Linked DNA regions of Zea mays: region 1 is linked to region 2. A link is a contact called in public Hi-C data. All regions are on one chromosome and are shown on one strand. The core of a region is the stretch at or near the end of the contact, and the rest is flanking DNA. Distances in the headings are between cores, read along the strand shown.

Evidence for each region. Hi-C and Micro-C count contacts between places; a contact is called where the count stands out from the background.
Region 1: a Hi-C map of leaf mesophyll shows a contact between it and region 2, with 2.7 times the contacts expected there. The contact joins the enhancer-like site here to the promoter of LOC542714 in region 2. A contact is called at or near these places in 6 of 25 Hi-C or Micro-C datasets (bundle sheath, ear, leaf and 3 more).

The regions. Positions count from the first base shown.
Region 1 is chr8:141,955,367-141,959,120 of Zm-B73-REFERENCE-NAM-5.0, reverse strand. LOC100273227 (3'-5' exonuclease domain-containing protein / K homology domain-containing protein / KH domain-containing protein) reads left to right here. Exons shown (of 10, transcript NM_001147669.1): 10 at 1-2. Among protein-coding and RNA genes, the nearest start is that of LOC100273227, 13 kb to the left of the region's middle. Within about 2 kb of position 1,375, at least 18 of the 20 cell types and tissues checked have an H3K27ac peak or open chromatin away from gene starts, as enhancers often do. A contact at or near this core is called in bundle sheath, ear, leaf and 3 more, where this site is marked.
Region 2 is chr8:141,784,247-141,787,681 of Zm-B73-REFERENCE-NAM-5.0, reverse strand. LOC542714 (thiamine biosynthesis 1) reads left to right here and starts at 1,793. Exons shown (of 2, transcript NM_001112226.1): 1 at 1,793-2,698; 2 at 2,789-3,171. The coding sequence starts at 1,793. The coding sequence ends at 2,947. All of the region lies in intron 3 of LOC103637336 (CRIB domain-containing protein RIC10), which reads right to left.

The DNA.
Region 1 (3,754 bases), core at 126-2,625, 170 kb before region 2:
GCACTTCGCGTTTCTGGCCTGTTTTCCTCAACGCGTCAGGATGCAGAAGCATGTTTAGATTTCACTCTAGCCTCCACCTGTGCACTAACATGGTAACGATCGTTGTAATTGCGGCGCATTGATTAGGTCATCTGGTCCTCCGGCTGCTAAAGGATAAAAGGAGGGCGACCACCAAAACAAAATTACTCGAGCCGGAGCCTGCTGTCCTATCCCCACCGTTACGTAGAGGTGGTGCTCTAAATTTTAACTATACAATTTAAAGATTAGATTATGATCTATTTCTATTCATTTTCAATTAAAATTAATTAAGGGTTTAAACAAATTGTAAATAATTATTTGGGTTGTGATTCATTACCACCCCTACTTTACATCGGCTGCGGAAGAATGGCAAGGTGAGGGCTGGGAATAGAACTTAGCTATAAGAGCAGGTCTAACCCTCTATATCATTTAATTTTTATAACATTAATTTAGCTACCACATAAGCAATTTGGTGACATGGTAAGAAAATTAATAAGAAAGATGAGGAAATTCCATGAGAAATTAGGTCTACACATGCGACGAAGACACAAGAAATCATTGTTTTACCGTTGGGATGAGCATCCAGTTTCCATCAGAGTTCACAGTTTACTAGCCACACTGTTACATCCATATTTATTACGACACTACAACAAAAAATAGCGATGAAACTTATAGTTTCTATCAGTGATTTTTTAGTGAGGGTCAGCTATGGGAATCAATTGTAGTTTGTGTTGTGACTGCTATAGCTATGCTTTGCCTGGACAATTATCAGTCATTGAAGGCGGGTGAGGAGCCCCACCCCTATGGGAGAGGGTCAGAGGGGAGAGATCCATCAACTCAATTGTGGACGCAGAGGCCAAAATGTAGGGCTCGGCAACAAACCGGATGGACCAGGCACCGCCGCACCGGCACGGAGGATGATGGGTACGTGACGTCCCGGGAGGACCACATCCTGTATCACTGTTCCTCTTGAGATACTCCGCTGTTTAATGTGTTTACTCGTTACCAGTGACACTGCACAGTGGAGTAGGAGTGTCAGATTGTTTGTGGAGGAGACTGAGGAATGTCGACTGCTCCTCGGAATATCCACACGAGAGTAGACGCAACCCCGGCCTGGAAACGGTAGATTTCCGCGCTGGTTCTAGGATGAACAAGTCCGACGCGGTTTCACTTTCACAACGGCGGCCGAATCGGTCGGGATCCGCCGCTTGCCCCACCCGGCCACCCCCAACGCGCGACGGCGACGGCGGCGTCCGATCCGACGTGTGATAAGGCGCGACCCAAGGGGACCACGACGGCCGCGCTTGGCGACGAGGGCTCACCGGGGCTGGGCCCCCATCCACCCACGAGGCCGCGTGGGCCGCCCGCATAACTCGCACACGGCCGATGGACCGACGCCGATGGCTGGCCGGGGGGTGGTCCAATATCCAAATGCTCGGCGGAGGCCCGCCCGCTGTCATCTGATGAGTGATGACCGATGCACGCTCCTCCTTCGGCAGGAAAGGGGATGGCTACGTGTTGCTAACTCAGAGCCGTTACGTGTCGCTTCTCCAGGCTTGACGTCTCATTAATTAACTGCCGCACTGTTTTTAATGATGCAATCCAATCCTCGGAGGAGCCCACCTGATCCAAGTGAAGCACTGCAGCTACTGCTCACTCCCGTGTATAGAAGAACACAACTATGATATAAATATATACTAGTTAATTTGCAAAGCCAAATACGGATCAGGATTAGGGATGAAAACTGACGGAAAAACCTCTCTCCCGTTTCTATATCCGTATTTTATCATCGGAAACGGGATCGGATCCGGAATAGTCGGGAACGGAAACGGGAGCGGAATAAACGGAATTGCGAAAACGAACGGAAACGGAAATACTAACGAAAACTCACAATCTAATACAAATAGAAATGTTATTGACGTTTGACTAGTGATTGACTGGCAGAAATAATATAAAACAAATAGATATAGAGAGGCAACATTCTATTGTTGTTTGGTTGCTAAATGTGTACATTTAGCTACATCCAATGTTGTTTAAGACTTTAAATCACTTGTCATTTGACACTTGTCATTTGAAAAGAGCCGGTGGTTACAATGGCCAATTGTGCTATAATTTGTCACCTAAATACACGAGGGTTTTGTTTATATATTAATGCATATTAGGCTCGTCCCATATTTGTCCAATACGGAATAAATAAGGATTCGATCCGGAAAAAACGGGATCCCGCAAAAACGGACGGAATAAGTCCTCTCCCGTTTCCGTCCTGTTTCCATATTTTTTCCGTAAATACAGAAACGGTCGGGTCAAATATAGAAAATGGTACAAATCGAGACTGGATTTTTTCCGTCCGTTTTTAACCCTAATCAGGATCAGGATATATGAGCTGGCATCAAGACATGTTTGTGCTTATCCAGCCATCCTCACTTTATATTTTTGAACAACCCTTATCTAGGCCACCTACATTATTTATGTAAGAATATCGAAAGGTACAGGTAGGCGGCCGGCCGGGGTCCCCAAGCATGCACAAGGCACTGTATATATTATTATTATTAGGCGAACAAGGGTCCCCGGCAGATCATGTGCTCTCTAAACATGCATCTCGTGTAGACCACATTGTTCTAGATCTTTCAAATAAAAATCATAATTTAGACATAGATTGACTAAATTAATATAATTATACATAGAATACATTTATATATAAGTTTTGACCATATAACATAGATATTTTCTGTACGCTGTATTTCCGTTGCTAAAAACTTAGCTAAAGAGCATTGCTATAAGTTACAAGTTACAGAGCCTATAATTTTGAGATATAATTATATGTAAACTTTTATAAGCCATAGAATATTAAATTCTAAGCTAAATAACTTAGTCTCTCAAGTAGATTCTGATTTATCCAAAATAAAAGTATCCAACTAGCTAGGATTTCTAAGTGTGAAATAGTAATAATGCGCGCAATTGATGTCGATTTTAAGTGTGAAAATAGTAGTGCAATTAGGATTTCTAAAATGGTAATTAATTAGGATGTTAATCAAAAGTAATTAGGATTTTTAAAGAAAGTAGAGCCCGCTTATATAGGTAATAAACCCAACCTTTCTCCGGAATAGGCACCAATATATTTTCAACTTCTAACTAGAACATGTAATCCATCCAATTAAGGGCTTGTTTGTTTCACCATTAATCCATGTGGATTGAGTGGTATTGAGTCGGTTTAAATCCATAGCAAGTCAAAATCCATTTCAATACATTCCAATACACTTCAATCCACATGGAATTGGAATAACCGAACAAGAGGCCTAACCGATTAAGATACCGTCTCAAACATGTTACACGTTTTGTGCCCCCCAAAGATATGCATGGACCAAATAACTTGTACATATCAGGCTGCAACTTGCAAACATGTGACCCATGTAAATCAAGCACCCCCTGGTCCACCATAGGATGCTCAAGTGCAAAGTGGCACTATGTGTATTGTGTAGAACTCCTTGATTGCACAACCCCAGCGAGGAAATGAAAATCTTATGGAACAAGATTGTTGGGTCCTATTAAGCAGATGGAAGATTGTTGCTTCCTATTAGCACATGGAAGGTGCTTTACATCAAGGAGAATATAACAACAACAACAATTCAAGCAACAAAAATTTAATCAATTAAAACTACTTCATTCCTAAGCAAGAACCAGCCCTAGAACTTCTACAAAAGCACAAACATGTTTTAGGACCATGACACTAATCCAT
Region 2 (3,435 bases), core at 544-3,043:
TTGAATAAACTCTATGCTGTGTAATGGTGGAGAATACCAATAGTACCATATTGGAAGTCCAAGGGTCTTTTGGCTTGACTTATATGGTGGGAATTATTCCACCTAACTTGAGAAGTCAAGAAACGGAAAAGGGCGTGCCACCGGCCGGGCCGGGCTCGGGCCGGCCGTGGCGTGGCAGGCGAGCGGGCGTGGTGTGGTTGTGTTAATTTTTAGCACTCACTAACCGTGGTTGTGTTAATTTTTAGCACTCACTAACCGCGTAAACCTTTCAGTTGCCTGTCTCTTCGTCAGCAGCATGCGAGACCCTTGTCCTTCAGCTGCCCGTCTCTTGGCGTGCCGCATGCGACCCTTCTCCTTCAGCTTCCCTTTGAGAGAGGTTAAGTAGAGGAGAACCCATGGCACTTGGTACACGAGAAACAGAACTATTTCAGAGTCACAGCCCAGCCGCAAGTGAGAGTATTCCCATCTCGTGACTCTACGCGCACAGAGCAGCGAGAGGGCAGGTGCCTCCGAAGCCCTTGCCGTTCGAGACCTTGCACGGGGGATCGGCAATTAGGTTTTTGGGGAGCGTCTACGCGACTGCCCAAAACATCTTCTTTCTGGCTACATGACAAGGGAAGCTGGACAAAGATCTGGATCATCAGAGCGCATGAGAGGGTATGATCAGTTTATTTTTTTACTGTTTTACGTTCTACAGATTAGATATGTTTCATATATTCATCTGTGCTGTTTTATATGTAGCAATGATTTTAGCTTATCTGTTCTGTCTTATTATAATATGTTATATCTGTCTGTTTTAATTTTACAGTCATGTTGTTTATGTTTCTATCTGTTTATTTTCAATTGTTCAGTCAGTTTATATGCTTATCATTATATGATTTATATGATTCATATGCTGTGTGTTCTCATGATCCATATTGTTATGGATATATTTGAGATCACACTTTTATATGTTATCATTATAATGTTAATTTATATAATTAAAATGATATGAAAAATGCCTATATATCTAACGTTCAAATTAATTGATAGGCAATTATCCCTAGACTGCTAGTATATAGTCTTCTAGTTAACTAATTCATGCTTGATGCGTACGTGCTTATGAAGTATCGGCTATTTGTCAAGATCATTGGCCATAGGACAGTAGTGGTCCAAAAGATCTAGATCTCCGTTGGGAGCAGGGTCACAACGTAGGGAAAGGAAAGGTGGACAATACGTGAAACCTCATCCTTTCACAGGAAAGGCGCCTCATCGGGATGCAAGGTCGCTTTCACACATGCATACATGATATTTGAGGGGATCGGCAGTGCATATTTTACAATTGAAGGGCATGCATGATATTTTACAATCTTTAATCTTTTAATTCGAAAATAAATGACAAATATTTAAGAACGAAGTTAGTATTAGGCAGAAGCTTGCATCGCATCTTTCTCGCAGGTGGTGGGATTTGCTCAGGAGGCATGATAGGTACTTGGACGGTTCCCAATTTTAGGCGGCGGAGCGGAATACTTTTAGAAATCAGAGAACTTGAATTTCTCCACAAAGCCATCCATGGCCATCGTCCATCGATCAAAATATCTGCATACACCAGCTAGCTGACACAGGGTGGGTGCCAGAGTGCCCGTGACCAACCACGCCCCATCTGCTAAACACGTAGCCATGCATGGCGCCACGGCCACGCCAGCCAAGATATTTGTTGCCCTCGTCTCGTCTTGTGCCCTTCTTAATATAAACCTTGTGCCCCTCTGCTGCAGCAAGAAGGAAAGAAGCTAGCGCTTATAGCTTGTCAGCCATGGCCACCGCCGCCGCGTCTAGCCTCCTCAAGTCCTCCTTCGCGGGCTCCCGGCTCCCGGCCGCCACGCGGACCACACCGGCGTCCCTCGTGGTGGCCACCGGCCCGCGCGGCGCCGGCGCGGGGCCCATCTGCGCGTCCATGTCCATGTCCTCCTCCAACCCGCCCTACGACCTGACGTCCTTCCGGTTCAGCCCCATCAAGGAGTCCATCGTGTCCCGCGAGATGACCCGTCGCTACATGACGGACATGATCACCTACGCCGACACCGACGTCGTCATCGTGGGCGCCGGCTCCGCGGGGCTGTCCTGCGCGTACGAGCTCTCCAAGGACCCCGCCGTGAGCATCGCCATCGTGGAGCAGTCGGTGTCGCCGGGCGGCGGCGCGTGGCTGGGCGGGCAGCTGTTCTCGGCCATGGTGGTGCGCAAGCCGGCGCACCTGTTCCTGGACGAGCTGGGCGTGGCGTACGACGAGGCCGAGGACTACGTGGTCATCAAGCACGCCGCGCTCTTCACGTCCACGGTCATGAGCCTGCTCCTGGCGCGCCCCAACGTGAAGCTGTTCAACGCCGTGGCCGTGGAGGACCTCATCGTCAGGGGAGGGCGCGTCGGCGGCGTCGTCACCAACTGGGCGCTCGTGTCCATGAACCACGACACGCAGTCCTGCATGGACCCCAACGTCATGGAGGCCAAGGTCGTGGTCAGCTCCTGCGGCCACGACGGGCCCTTCGGCGCCACCGGCGTCAAGAGGCTCCAGGACATCGGCATGATCAGCGCCGTGCCGGGGATGAAGGCGCTCGACATGAACACCGCCGAGGACGAGATCGTGCGCCTCACGCGCGAGGTCGTTCCCGGCATGATCGTCACCGGAATGGAGGTCGCCGAGATTGACGGCGCCCCCAGGATGGTCAGTAGTGAGGAAGACAATACTCATGTCATTGCGATACTCACTGAATCAATGAGGAATATGTCTAAAATTGTCTGTTGGTTGTTGCAGGGCCCGACGTTTGGCGCCATGATGATCTCCGGCCAGAAGGCGGCGCACCTGGCGCTCAAGGCCCTGGGCAGGCCCAACGCCGTGGACGGGACCATGTCGCCGCCGTTGCGCGAGGAGTTGATGATTGCGTACAAGGACGACGAGGTCGTGGACGCCTGAGTGCGGCAAGCAGAGAGGAGGATCGACGCCAGCAGCGTCTTATCTTAATTGCCTTGTTGTTCAATGATGAATCGATCGAATTCCCTTGGGTTAGCTTTATTATTGTTGTTGTTATTATTAATTTGACTCGCTATAGTGTGTCGTGTTCATAGCACCACCACCGCGCCATCGACATGCCACACCTGTGCTCTGTCTGTCACGTCACGTGCGAGTCCTACTACGGGAAAAAATGCATGGTAATCGTGGAGTTGCTTCTCTGTTCTCTTTTGTTCTGCACTGTCACTGTAACGCTGGGACTCGTCCACTAGGGGATAAAATGGTACGAATATCGGTACGAGTATCGGTTGAAAACAGCTATATACCGAATGTATAATTGGTACTCGGTAACCGAGATTAAAATCATTAAACTTTAGTTCCAAGCAAAAATATACTAAAAATTTCTCTTTACTACCCGTCCTTAGCTACAACGAGTACTAAAAAGTTCCTTT